2 separate regions of the Mus musculus genome follow, and region 1 is linked to region 2. The links are chromatin contacts, called in public Micro-C maps. All regions are on one chromosome and are shown on one strand. The core of a region is the stretch at or near the end of the contact, and the rest is flanking DNA. Distances in the headings are between cores, read along the strand shown.

What was found. A called contact is a pair of places that touch in the nucleus more often than the background predicts.
Region 1: a Micro-C map of the G1E-ER4 cell line shows a contact between it and region 2, with 5 times the contacts expected there. The contact joins the promoter of Inf2 here to the promoter of Snhg10 in region 2.

The regions. Positions count from the first base shown.
Region 1 is chr12:112,583,928-112,591,455 of GRCm38.p6, forward strand. It overlaps Inf2 (inverted formin, FH2 and WH2 domain containing), which reads left to right and starts at 4,857. Exons shown (of 23, transcript NM_198411.2): 1 at 4,857-4,968.
Region 2 is chr12:105,029,589-105,036,712 of GRCm38.p6, forward strand. Snhg10 (small nucleolar RNA host gene 10) reads right to left here and starts at 2,691. Exons shown (of 2, transcript NR_003145.3): 1 at 2,372-2,691; 2 at 1,029-1,237. It overlaps Glrx5 (glutaredoxin 5), which reads left to right and starts at 3,030. Exons shown (of 2, transcript NM_028419.3): 1 at 3,030-3,394. The coding sequence starts at 3,112. Mir3069 (microRNA 3069) reads right to left here and starts at 1,553; the gene lies at 1,489-1,553. It overlaps Gm46374 (a long non-coding RNA gene), which reads right to left. Exons shown (of 3, transcript XR_003950254.1): 1 at 5,398-7,124; 2 at 4,271-4,513; 3 at 3,390-4,104. It also overlaps Scarna13.

The DNA.
Region 1 (7,528 bases), core at 3,607-6,106, 7.6 Mb after region 2:
CTCAACAAGACCATCACAATGACAATCCCAGTTGACAGGCCAGCTTGGACACAAGTAAGTCCATAAGGCCCTACCCCTAGAAGAAGCACTACGAGTGGTTAATAACTGCAGAGAGCAGGAGACTCTGTCTCTACCCGGGATGGCTCCCACACAGGTTATCCTATCCTAAGCCTGGACACTCAAGCCACGTGGACACTGGTCAGTCCAAGATAAATGGACTGAGTAGGGTCTAGAGAGATGGCTCAGCAGCTAAGAGCACTTGCTGTTCCAGTGTACACTGATTCGATTCCCAGCACCCACATGTCAGCTCATAACCGTTTGTAACTCTGGCAGGTGATCTGAAACACTCTTCTGGCCTCTGCAAGCACTTCCTGCACATGGTGCACAGACATACATGCAAACAAAAATATCCACACATGTAAAGTAAAATAGAATAAGCATATTTTAAATGAACTCAGTAGGTTATACATACACATATGCATATGTGCGTGTGTGTGTGTGTGTGTGTGTGTGTGTGTAACAATAAATCAAAGAAGGGATCATGAATTTTGGGGAAACTAGTGAAGAGTTAGTGGGGGGAACAAGGGGCAGGAGTGTTATAGACGTAGTGCTTGTATGTGAAGTTCTCAAAAAATACATGTGTGTGAGTGTATGTGAATGTGTGTATGTGTATGAGTGTGTGTATGTGTGTGAGTGTGTATGAGTGTGTGAATATGAGTATAAGTGTATGTGTGTTCCAGTGTGTGTGAGTGTGTGCATGTGAGCATGTGTGAATGTGAGTGTGTATATGTGTGTGAGTGTTTAAGTGTATGTTGTGAGTGTGTGTTCGTGAGTATGTGTGTTTGTAAGGGTGTGTGTAAGTGTGGGTGTGAACAAGTTAGAAATACAGGAAAGCACTAATGAGCCAAAGGTTTCTGTAGAATTGCAAGGGTGGATGTGCTATAAAATTCTAACCCTGGCCAAAAAAGAAAATCTGAAACTGAACAGGCAAGAGGAGGAATGACCTCGTCTCCAGGGGTGCAAATGTGGGGGCTGAGAATACACAGTGAAATTTTGAGGGGTCTCAAGTGTTTCCTGGCTGGCGGCTCCAGGGTGGATAAGAACGAAAACTTGCCATGCTATAAAACAATCAGCTGAATACATACATTGTTTTATTAGTCCCTATGTTCCATAAAGCTACTGACATAATAAAGGCTGACGTGTCTCTGCTATGGGCCATCGGCCAGGTGTGACTAACAAAGGCTGAGCTGTGCTGCTGAGGAGATACGAGCATAGGTGCCTGAGAGCCTCTGGTAACGTCTTCCACATGCCCTGTTTAATGTGTTGCTGCTTCATTGACACCGACTCTGGACTGCAGCACCAGAACTCATACATGGACCACACATGTTCTCTTCACAAGGCACAATAGGGCCTTTTGGAGCTTACAGCTCTGCTCACTTTGGTAAGATCACCAATAAGAAGCCCAAATGCAAGATCATGCGCTAAAGAGATGGGGAGAACCTCCACCCATCCATCTGTGAGCCCGACTTTCTCGATGAATATGTGCCTGTGAAGGGCTGCAAATGTACATCCGGTATTGATCTTAGGGCTGCAGATAGATTTCAGTGAGTAGGCATATTCACGAACACAGAATCCGCAGATCTCAGATAATGCTCTGATGTGTTGTGCAATATCCAAACAGGATAGAGCTCTCTTCTGACCTAAGTCCTTGACCAACCAAACTGTTCATTGTGCCTTTTCAAAGCAGGTGCTTGGTCCTTGTTCCAACCTGACCCCCCTTGGGTAAGGGATGGGTCCTCTCTAGTGTCTATCTTCTGCAACAAGCACTTAGGGAGTCTCTGAGCATTCATGGAGACACAAGAGAAAGGGGGGTTGCGAAGGGATGCTGTGAGGGGCATGGAGGCCTTCGAGGGCTGTACAACACAGTCATAGTCAGGGTATGGGCTTGGGGCTAGAACCAATGAGAGCCGTTTCACTCATGCCAAGGTAACTCGGCTGCTCTTGTCTTTCTCAGACACCCGTTCAAGGCCGGTGGGTAGAGGAGTGGTGCGTGGATATGCTTTTACTTCTTCTATCACACCATCAGAAGGGGTCTCAGTGAACCCAGGAGGAAGAGAAAAGAAACAGTTTCCAAGAGCAAAAGATAAAAAGGAACACAAATGACAGAGGAAATGAAACCTAGTCTGCTGCTTCTTGGAGTCCCAGCCTGAATGAAGTACCCCCTCTGACTGTAAGGAGTCACCTGCTATACCTGCTGTTTGTCTGGGCTTTGTACACCAGGCCAACCATTCCACCCAGCTGGAAGCGTTCTCTTTGGAAACACCCACGCCTGCTTGCTTTGTTCCCAGAGAAGCTCAAGCTGGCAGTACTGAGGTCTGCTCCGCCCTTGCTCTGATCACAGCCAGTCTCTGGTTCTTGATGAAGCAGTAGTGAGCTCTCCTCAGGTGGAGGCCCCAACATGTCCACATGGGGCACACTCTCAGTGTGGGCAGGTGTGTGGGACTCTACCTGAGTGTGCAGTCAGCCCAGGTCATGGGTGGCTGGTGCAGACCTGCATGTCTGTAGGCATCTAGTGTTAAGCTTCGAGGAGCCCTGTGTGTACTTCCAGCTGTGAGGACAGACTCACACTCCAGAATTTGTGCTGCCCATAGCTATGGTTACTAGAAAGAAAGCCATTTGGGGCCCAGTGTGCTGGGTATGGCCAGAGAAAGCACATTTCTGAGGCCACTTTGGTAATGCACCCGAGGGTGACAGAGGAGTAGAGAAAGAACAAGCAGAGAGAGACAGAGAGAAAGACTCACAGAGAGAAAGAGACAGAGAGGCAGACAGAGACAGAGAGACAGACATAGACACAGAGACACAGAGACACAGAGAGTCAGAGACAAAGACACAAAAACAGACACAGAGACACAGAGAAAGACAAAGACAAGCAGACAGAGACACAGAGAGAGACAGAGATAGAAAAAGACAGAGAGGCAGACAGAGAGAAACATAGAGACATAGAGAGACAGAGACACAGAGAGAGACACACAGAGAGAAAGAGACAGAGAGGCAGACAGAGACGAGAGACAGAGACAGACACAAAGACATAGAGAGAGAGAGAGAGAGAGACAGACACAGAGATATAGAGGGACAGACACAGAGACAGTGAACCAACAGAGACAAAGAGACACAGAGACACACAGAGAGAGACAGAGAAAGAGAGAGAGAGAAACACTATGGTAGCACAATCCTGCAATCCTATTACTTTCCAAGGGCTGCGACAGGAGAATCGATATTTCTAAGCTATGTAGTGCAACAACTCACAAAACAATCAAAAAAGGAAATGGGAAAGGCCCGAGAACAGCCACCGCACTCAGGCAGGTGACGCTCCTGAAGCAGAAACGTCACTTCTGTGGCCACAGAGAGCCCAAGCTGAGGTTCAAGGGAAACTCCCACTCCTGCAGCATCCAGAGCCACAAACTGCCAGATCTCTGAACCCTGACCCCAGCTACCAACTAGCTACTCTGCCCGCTTCATCCTGCTCTGGCCTCTCATGGCTTGGCCTGACCCTGAGGAACAGCTCCAACAGGGCCGCACCTCCCTCAGGGCCACTGCAGAAGAACCTGGAAAGATGACACAGTTCCCAAACACAGCCACTGCGGTCTCATGGGGGGATGAGGGAATGAGGGATGGTGACAGGCTGAGGCCAACAGTCCTCCAGGCTGGGGCCATAGTCACATTCCTCCTTTTGGGTAAATAAACACACCCTCTGACCAAAGGCCCAGGACAGAGTGAGTAAACCTTGCTGACCCCTTCCCAGAAGGAGCCACCAGACCTAGGTGATGTTGGGTAACCAGAATTGCAGCCCAGACAGAAGGTCTCTGTGCTGAGCGTTAGTGGGGCTGAGTGGCTCATTTGGTGGCTGCAGGGACTGTGCATTCTAAGAACAGCTGAGTCCCACTACAGGAACGGCCAAGACTTACATCCCAGGCTGGGCAGTGTCCAAGAGCCAGTCAGCACCTGCCTTGGCGGTGCACACCAAGCACTTTGGGGCCATCCCAACACTGGCTAGCTATCAAAGGTTGCTTTTGGCCCTGCGCTTGAGATGATAGGGCCGAGCAGGGGGCACAGAATACTGAGATGGACATTTACAGGCAGCCAAGGCTGTGCTTAATCCCATGTGGCAGAAGAGCACATAAACCCCCAAGCATGATGCTGTGTCCAGGATAGAATGGCTACAGGAGATCCAGAGCCCTTCACTCTGCCCACCCGCCACATGCCCTCCACCCAGCTTGGAAGATTCAAGGCTCAAGTAAGTGGAGACCCTTTATTCACGTTCATAAACCTTTTAAAGGTACAACTTCAAGCTGGAGAAACTGAGGGCGCACAGCCCAGGCTAGGGCCAGGGAGAGCACTTCAGCAGGTCCTCAGGACAGAGCTAGAAACTGGAAATAGCTACCTCCAGTGAAAAAAGGATGAAGGTAGGGACATCGGAGGACTCTCAAGATCAGCAGCCTACAGCAGGGCTCCCGTGTGGGAGGCAGAGCTGGACCAGAGGTGGTGGAGAACCTGACCAACTCGTGAGTCCACCAGATGGCCAGCGTAGGGGAGAGATAAGGAACGTGCTAGGGAGCCTGGGCGGGAACTGACAGTGAGGTCGGAGGCAAAAGGGCCATTCCCAGCAGGTCTCTAGAGAGTCCCGGAATGTCCCATTCCTTTTCATCTCTCCGCCCCCGCAGAGATGCCAGACCCGGGTGGGCAGGGCTTCCTTGGAGACCCCACCCCGCCCCGCCCCGGGCAGCACCGCCCCCCACGTGGCCGCCGCCGGGTGGGGCCGCACCTCCCCTTCCTCCCTCCAGCCCCGCCCGGCCCGCGAGCGCGGTTAGACTGTGCGGAAAGCAGCCGCGAGGCCGCCGCCCGCAGCCCCAGACGCTCCGGCGCCGGGACACAGCACTCTGCACCATCTCTCGGCTGTACCCCCACCCGGTAAGTCCGCGGCTTCGGGCTAGCCTGGAACGCAGAGGGAAACCGAGTCTGGGGGCAGTGAGGGAAATGGTTGGGGTTGAGGAGCGGACTGCCGCGTGTGCACCAAGGTGGCCAAGAACCTGGTCCCGCGCTCTTGGCCCTCGACTACGGGCTGATATGGAGATGATGCTCACTGCTCATAGGGTGTTTGCTCCGGGTCGGACTGGAGGAGTTCCCCCACCTTGCGGCTACCACATCCTGACCATGAATCAGCCACAGTTGAGAAAATAAACTTCAACTGGAGGTCCGCCTCCGGGATAGCACAGGGCGAGCTTGCGGCCCCGCCCTGACAGCTAGCTTCTAAAGATGCCCGCCGCCGGTGGGCTAAGGCAGACCTGAGAGAGTGACACAGCTCTGTTTCTTGTGGCTACCCCTGTCTACCCTCCTCCTGGGCAAGGACGCTGGGAATGAAGGTGATCTTAGCAGAAAGCCCAACTATGCTTTGGTGGACTCCCTAGAGGACTATGGGATGGAGAGCCGTCTATGGGCCCGTGTGTCCCGTCTTCTAACCGCTCAGTGCCCGGTGGCACACGGTGACAGGTTGGACACACCAGGAGTCAGCGGCAAAAATGACCCTGCTCCTTCCTGCCTTGGGCTCCAGGTCAGTGCACCCACTCTAAAGCTTGCACGCCCGGGTCGAAGCCAGAGTTGGGAAGTCCCTCCTTACCCGTCCTCTCTGGGCCTCAATTCCTTCTCTAAACTTGAAGGGTGAGGAGAGTGTCTCAGACTGTATCCCTTCAGGGTGTCACCCAGGGCAGGGGGCATTTGGGAAGCAGACACTGTAACCCCTAGAGCAAAAAAAAAAAAAAAAAAAAAAAAAAGGTGTTTGTTCCAAGGCTGGAGACTAAGGCTTCTCCCTGTCCCAACCCATTGGTTGGGGAGCAGCTGTGCAAGTTGACCTAGCTGGGGGTCCCCCTAGGACCAGGTAGGAGTTGCCCTGCCTGGCTCTGCCTTCCTACCTTTTCCTGGCGGTCTCTAAGCTTCCCTCCCTGGTACCCAAGCAGGCTGTTGGCAAGGGTTCTGCTCCTGAGGGGTTAACCTCCAGCTGAGGCCCCTCATTTTGTGGGGGTGCTGATGGCTGTCTAGCTAATTGCACCCATCTCGCTGTGCTGAGACCTGAAAGCACCTACCTTAAATAGACTCGTTCACCTTCTACCAAAGTGCACTTGTTACAGGGGAAAGTTTTCAGGCTTATGAAAGCTGTTGGAGGAGGCAGGAGAATTGCAGGATGGTGGGTGATGGGGACACCTGTGGGTGCAGGCAGGCTGCTGCTGGGCCATTCTGGGCAGGAATGGTGGCGGTCTCCGGAGTAGGCTGAGTCCTTGGGCTCTGTGAGGGTCCTCACGGTCTGAAGGATGGGGCCTAATATTGTACTGCCTGACCCTGCACACAGCAGGTGTTTAATAGGTGCATAGTTCCTTGGCCAGTGGGCATTGTGGTTAGAGAGGGTATACCTCTCTCTTTTTAGAGTGAGCTTCAGAGTTAGTCTCTCGGGGCTACCATAAGGGGAACCATAAGGGGAACGGGCCTAGGAACATCTGATGTAGAAAGGGACGATGGACCCCCCCCTGTCACTGGAGGTGTGAGAATGGGGCCCTAATATGTGGCCTTCACCCTGGTTAGCCTGACCTAAGTGAGGAAGGTCTTGTGAGAATGTTCAGACAGCCTGGGCCTTGAACCAAAGTAGGATCTGTTTAGAGCTACCCCTGCTCAGCACCCAGTACATGGATCTGTTCACAGCTACCACTACCCAGCACCCAGTACATGGATCTATTCACAGCTGCCCCTACCCAGCACCCAGCACCCAGTACATGGATCTATTCACAGCTGCCCCTACCCAGCACATGGATCCATTCACAGCTACCAGGGCACATAGCACATGTCAACACCAGCTGTACAGGAACTGGGTAGGGGAACGTGCCGGCTGAGCCTGTGTTCCCTGTGCCCCTGTCCTAAAGTGTGATTACATAAGGAACAGGACTGGAGCTAATTAGTGCCAGTCCTTTGCTGGGGCTACCTCTGTCATCCCTCGAGCACTGTCCCCAATCCCTATTCCCCTCACCTCCCACAGTCTGTGAGCAGGTCTGCGTGCTGAGAGGAGACAAGCCAAGGGCTGACGGGACCCATCTGGCCCTTTGGCTCTCACTTTGTCTGGAGAGTATGTGAGCTACTGTCTGTTCCGACAGGAGGCACTTACAGTGCCTGGTGCTGTAGACATCAGGTCCTGTCCCCACATCACCCCCTGCCAGGAGGTCGTATCCAGTCATATGCCACACAAAGCCCTCTTACCCCCGTATTCCCTATTATGGAGGTGTGAGGATGAGGCCCTAATATGTGGCCTTTGTCCTGGTAGCCTGACCTAAATGAGCAAGTGTTCGCCACATGACAAGGTCTCAGGACTGGACACTGCAGTTCAGAGAGTAGAAGGCTTTGTCCAGGTCAGGTAGCCTCTGCTGAGTGTCTAGACGGGGTGTGTGAAAAGCAAGCTCACCCTCCAGTCTCCCTCTCCTCCAGTGACTAT
Region 2 (7,124 bases), core at 1,441-3,940:
GGAAGCAGGACCTCATCTGAACGCAGGGAAAGAGAGACACTGTGACATGCCCGAGTCACATATTGCCAAGGTGAACTTTTGCAGTTTAATTATGATGTTGTTTTACCCAAATCCTAGGACCCTTGAAAGCAAACTCCCCTTCCGCTTCCCCACTGGGGACACACACCGCGGTGACACACAAGCTGTCCAGAGCGCAGTTCTGATGGACGCTTCAGAAGCGTACTTTCTTCACACTTTCATTTGAAGATTTCTAAAGCAACGGCTTGAAAACAGTCTTATACCACACACACACACACATTTTAAGATGGTCTTATTAAATTATTAAATTATGTATCCTTGGTTGGACTGGAACTCACTATGTAGACTGAGCTGGCCTTGAACTCAGATCCATGGGCCTACACCTCCCAAGCGCTGGGATCAAAGGTGTGTGTCACTTCAACTAGGCAGCGGTGCTGCATTTCTGGAAATCGGGCTTGGCAATCGTCCCACTTGGTTAACTTTAATGTTACTACGTGACAGCTGTACTAGATATCTGATGACTTAAAGAGAAAACTCTTTCCTAGGCCAACGAACTATACATAAAGTCAGTGTGAAAGCTCTGTCTCCACTGTCACCTCGACGGGATTCACAGTCACCATGGAAACTCCTGAGGATGTGTCTGTCTATGAGGATGCTTCCAGAAAGGTTTACGTAGGGAGGAGGAGCCGCTGACCCCTGCAGGATGGGGACCTGGAGGCAGGCAGCGGTGTTCATCTCTTTGCTGGATGCCATGCAACCAGCCACCTCAAGCTCTTGCCATGATCCCTGCACCTGCCAGCTGGGAGACAAGGTAAACCCTTACTCCCTTAAGCTGCTATTTTTTTTTTTTTTTTTTGGGCCAGGAGTTTTGTTACCACTAATAGTTAGCAACATGCTGTTTGCCACCACTGCTCTGCTTCCAGGTCCCCAGAGCAGTCTGCAAAGTCTTTCCCTTCACCCAGTGAGCACCAAAGCCAATTGGACGGCTGAGAGTAGACGAGACACACAGCTTCCCAGAAGCAAACTGCCAGCATTTATTTATTGGTTTATTTATTTATAACTACTCACAGCAGTGTAAACATGAATAAAAGCTTCCGGGCGCTGGGGCGATTTAACTGACACTCTGCCGTTAAGGACACAAAAGGTTGGCTTTCGGAGCAGCTGTTTTACCTCTGCATTTCTTGTAAACATCTTTGTATGGTACCTGGAATCAGAGGATCTGCAAAATAACAAGATTTTAGTTTGGGGCTTGCCATCAGAAAAAAATAAAAAAACCAGGAATCAATACAATGACAAGGAACCCGCCAGGCGGTTGGTTCCCATCTGTCTTCAGAGCGAGTGGCTCCGGTTTCCCTCTGAGCCACAGCTTAGCACATCCCATGGCTCACTCTGTGTGAACTCTGATTTTTTACATTCACTCCCCGGGTGCAAACAGACCACCTCCGGCAACACGCTTAGTCGCTCGAGGTTTTGTGGCAGTACTTAGTGTCCAACAGAAACCGCTCCGTCTGCTAAACAATATCTTGACTGCCAAGCTTCTCTGACTGTTGGTGGATCGACAATGACACGGCACAGCCATTATCACCGTGGCAACAGTACCCAGGCCCTATCAGAGGAAAATTGCACATGGGCCTGCTGCCTCTCGAGCAGGCATGCCTCAGCTTCCTCTGTTGTCTGCTTTCTCTGCAAGTCTGGTGTGCTCTAGGGTACCGCTAACCCAGCGCAGGGCCAAGACTGCAGATTAGATAGTGGGCTGCGGAGGCCTGCTGGCCAGGATCTGGATCTGCGTACTACCGGCGGGAGAACTGACCACACCCGGGGCTCTGTTCTAGGGGGAAGTCCATGTAAAAAAACGACGCGCCTGCCCACTCTTCTGCACCATCCCCAGCAGATGTGCAAGCAAGCACTCTACCCTGGGGCCATCATCATCTACACCGGAATTCACTAAGAGAATACTCTCTTTTATTACTGTCTGTGTGCATGTGACGGGGTGGAACTCTGGACGTCGCTTACACTAGGAAAACGACTTCCTACTGAGCTACATCCTCACCCTCCGTTTTCCCTCTTAAAAAGGGTCCTGCTGTACGGCCCGGGCTGACTCGGGCTTATTTAGAACTCCTGAGTTCAACTGATCCTCCTGCCTCAGCCTCTTAAGAGGCAAGGCAACGTTGCAGACAATGGCCACAGGGCCCGGCAACCCACCAATTCCCTTGTTCTTTCAATCCTTCCCGACCCCAGTAGTCACCGAGACCCCAAAGCCAGCCGTCCCACGGCTAGAGCACTTTACACGTTTCTACGAGAAGAGCATCATTCTAGAGGCCAGGGAGAGGGCTCAGCGTGCCAAGGGACTTACCCTGCAAGCTAGAGTTCCATCCCCGGACCCTTTATAAAAGTCGTCTTCTGAAGATGCATGCACGCAGATCATACATACACAATACTTATAGTTTTATGCTAAAAAAAAAAAAAACCTCATTCTGGAGGAAGAATCCCACGGGAGGCCGCAGGACACGGCTTGGATGTCCATGTGCATGGCGGGTCGGAGGCTGGAGCCCCGGGCAGACCAGGACACGCCAGGTTCGCGGCTGGCCTCAGCCGGTGAGGCATGGAAGGCCACCTCCTCTCTGGTGCACGCCATCGCAGGACTACCGGCCGCGTTACCGTAGCAATCACCGCAAAAGGAACCGGAAGCTGCGTCTGGACGTGACTCCTTCCCGGCGTGCCGCGGGCGGCAGAAGCCCCGCCTCGCGCCTGCCCTATCATCTTGGCGTATCCGGCCAGGCCTCGAACGCCCGCACGAGGAAAGCCGGCTTCCTCTAGTCACGCCTCTTCATGCCCTTCACCGACGGACGTCCGATTTGTCCAATCAACACGCAAAGCGGTCGTCCTCGCTCACTAGCAAGCCTGTAGGACGCGGCTCCCAGGGAAGGCCCACCCTACGGTGTAAGCGATGTGATTGGTGGAATTGAGCCAGTATTGTCCAATCACGAGACTCATCCCAGAGCTTGTCCAATGAGAGCCTCTGGTGGGCCGGCCGGACACCACGGGCTCTGTAAGCCCTGGAGTGGCCGCAGAGGCGGTGGACAGCGAGCGGGCATGAGCGCGTCCCTGAGCCGGGCGGCGGCGGCTCTGCTGCGCTGGGGGCGAAGCGCTGGTGGCGGTGGCCTGCCCGGAGCCGGCGTGCGGGCGGCGAGCTCGGGCGGCCAGGCGGAGCAGCTGGACGCGCTGGTGAAGAAGGACAAGGTGGTGGTGTTCCTCAAGGGGACGCCCGAGCAGCCCCAGTGCGGCTTCAGCAACGCCGTGGTGCAGATTCTGCGGCTGCACGGTGTTCGCGACTATGCGGCCTACAACGTGCTGGACGACCCGGAGCTGAGGCAAGGTCAGGCCCGTGGGATCCGATTGCGAGGGCGCGGTGAACTTGAGCAGATCCCGAGGAGCAAGGGCCTTCCCTGGTTGTGTAGCCACATGGGCGGAGGGTTCGCCTCGGCCCACCTCGGGGCGAGATGTTTCTGACTGCATAGGAGAGGGGGTAGTCGGCATCATGATCCCCTCTGAGCAGGTCGACTGGGGAGTGGCTGGCTGAGAGGGGGACTCACTGCGAATACCCTTGGGGACAATTTGAGGGCTTGGAAGCCAGCAGCGTACTTGCTAGGTGAGGGACTGATGCTACTACGTATGTAGGGAAGAGGTTTCAGGCTTGCCTGTGTGTGCCTAACGAGGTCAGAGGCTGACTAATAATGTTTAAGGCCCCGAGGGTCAGGGACTGTCTTCTTGCTGGAGAGAAGGTTTCACCATAGTCTAGCCGGACTCACGTTGGGAAAGACACGAAGTTTGTTTTTTAGATACTGTAGCATCAAAGAACAGTGTGTGGAGACTAAGACATGGTAGAGGCTCAGCGGAAAGAGGAAGCCACTAAGAAAACTTCTGACCCCCGACCAGATTAGCAAACTGCGGCCAGGTTGGGCCCAAAGGGCAGAGAGCAGAACAGCTTTTTACTGGCCCCAAGGCAAAGCGACTGCGTCCTGACGTCTAGTTGGAATCCTTTATACACAGTACCAGGCAGGCGCCTTTCTCTCCGTCTTGTGCTTGCTGTGAGCGAGGAAGAGAAAGGCCAGGGATTTGGTTCTGATTCTTGGCAAGAATCGGTCAAGGTGGGCCGGGTAATGGGAAAGCTGCCCCCTCCCCGCACCCTGCTCCTCCTTCAGTGGAATCCGGGGAACCCTGTATTCAAGTAGCCCCCCCCCCCCCATCTTACTGATTTAGTGCTCTGGGTTGGTCACTGTGCTGAGAGGAGACTTGTCTGTGTTAGAATGGAGTATGCAACATTTGCAATTACTGATTATAGTTGTTCGTCGTATGGTCATTCTTCTTGATGAGGCTGGGGCCGTGGAGAGCAGGTTTGGCTTGGAATCATCTGTGGTGGGTCTGCAGCACAGCCTACTGTAATACTACTTCATTATACTGCCTTCTCAGTATAATGAAGATTATGACACCGAACCTGGCAGAGTCCACGAGGAAACGAGAGAAAATAAGAATTACAGCCGGGTATAGTAACTCACTTCCATAACCCAGCTCTCTTCAGGCGGAGGCAGGGGGACCACCAGTTCAAAGTCAGGCTGCACTGCATTGTGGGAACCCCCCACCCCCTTCTCTACTGTATATAATAATGTCATCCTCTCTGGCACAGAAGGCACCCACCACGTGGCAGCAACTTTATTATTGAATCTGATGGCTTCCAAAGCACTTTTCCTCCATGTTGTTAAGTGGCTAACCCCACACTTGTTCCCTGTGATAGTGTTGATGGGCGGTAAAGCAGAGAAAGGGAGGCGAGGTAATGAGTGCTAACAGGAATGATGGCAAGCCAGGCATTGTGCTCTGAACCCTGCGTTTTCCTCCTCAGCTAACATTTGGCTGCTTGTGAGGCTCTGGGGTTATCTGGCTCAGGGCATGCAGTAGCTTTGGGTCAGAGGTGGCTCCCTGCAGGGGAAGATAAGGGGCTACTCTTCGGCCTCTGAGCTGGGACCTACCTGCGGTAGCGTGTTGCCCTGCTAGCGGGGCTCTTAGCAGACAGCTGCGTTGAGGATATCTCGTTTAACATGGGGCCTGAGGATCTTTGGCTTAGACTTTCCGCTCCCCTGTGAGTGTAACTGGAGGTTCGATAGAGTGGGTACAACCAGCATGAGTAAGAATAGCAAGACCTGTTCTGTCATCCATCTCTCATCATTAGGTGCTCAAATGACAGAAGAAAACTCTTGATTTTGTTGTTGTCCTTTGCTAGCCAGGTTAAGCCTTTCAAGAGGACTTTGTCTACACCTGTTTGCCAAAGGGCAGGCAGGCAGGCAGCTCATGCTCACTTTGGCAGGCAAGGAGGGGCCCTCTTACCTGTCCCACTGCAGTGTGGCTGCTGTGACAGCGGTCCGTCCTTGTCCTTTTCCCTCATGCCAGAGTTTTCAAAGGGCTCTGGTTCTCACCCAGGATCCAGGACGAGCGATGCTGAGAAGCCTTCCGGTCCTCACTTTTATCACCTGGAGGTACACACAGGCCACAGCCACCGGGCTCTTGAGGAACCCAGGGCACAGTGCTGCTTCGTGGTTCCCTGGGCAATGGATCCTGTGGCTGCTGACATTGTGAGATCCTACCTGTCTGCACATAGCATCTCCCGCTCGGAGGCCAGGGGCCTGGCTTGCACAGTAGCCTGTGCTGCTGACATTGCTGCTTGAGCAGGGCAGGCTTTCTGTGACTGGTTACTATGCTAAGGCGAGGCTGGTGTTATTCACGGTCACGGCACAGACTTCTCTGTGACCGCTCTCACTGATAGTCCCATGCCCACCTCTACGTGTTCTTTAGAACAGGAGCAGTGTCTGCCAGGGTAGGTAGGGGGCTGAACGTTTTTGAATGCATAACCGTTACCCCATGTTTTCTTGTTCTTACAACTTGTAAACTTTCGATGCAGAAGCCTAGGCGGCATTGCCGTGTGTGTTGTGTGTGTGTGTGTTGTGTGTGTGTGTTGTGTGTGTGTGTGTTGTGTGTGTGTGTGTTGTGTGTGTGTGTTGTGTGTGTGTTGTGTTATGTAACAAGGTCAGAGTACCTGGCCTAGCTGTCACTTTGGACATGGTGATCTCCCTGCTGGTTGCTGGTTTTTGTGTCCCAGGCTTTTCCATCTGGCTCTCATGTATATTAAAGCCCTTCTTTGAACCCTGCTGTGCCTCACCTGTGAACTCTGTTTTCTTCAGCTCCTCCCAGTCCTTTCCCCACAGCCTGCAAGAGTTTATGAAGCAGTGTCCGAACATCCAAGGAAATAATTAGGTACTTACTACTCTGGTGCGCCCCTGTGGGCCCAGCCATGTGCTGTGGGCATCTGGCACCAGCACTTTGGAATTGTAACAGTCAGTGTTGGAGATGCACAGATCTGTTTCCCTTCTCCCAGAGAGATAGTCTGAGGTGGAGACAGCTTCCTCTGTGAAGGGCCAGGTGGACTGTGGGCTCCTGGGTCACCATTGCTTCTGTTTCTCTGTTGTTGGAGGCGGAAAGTAGACTCGGATGCTGTATAATCAGTGAGCAAGCTGAATTCAATAAAACTTTATTCACAAAGGCAGGAAGAGGTTTAGCCCAAAGCCTTTGCCCTCCCCACCAGGCCTCGAGGGTCCCACATAAGATACACGTGTAAGGTGTCTGTGACACCTTGTGGTGGGGGAGAACGACAAGATGGGACCCTGTTCTGTTAGGAGGCTGGATCAGCAAATGTTTCAGCGATCCAGGGTAAAAAAAATACACTGTGCGTAGACAAACTAGATCCTGGTGTAGTTGAGGTGGCTAGATACCAGAGACACGTTTGGTCAAAAGTAAGTGGCAGGGAGTACCAGTGGCCCAGTAAATACTGTCTGTGTATACTGACATCAGAGGTGTGAGTCCGTCCCGTGGACTGTACATGCTTGTGCAGTGAGCGGGTAGCTGTCGGTGGGACAAGCTATGCTGAGGGTCATGGGTTCAGAGGCTGACTTTAGAAACTGAGGTGCTGTCCTGGACCCACCACATGCTAACTCTGTGCCTGTGGGTAACTTACTTACCCTCTCGGTACCCTAACTTGATCTGTGAAACAGGGGTAATTA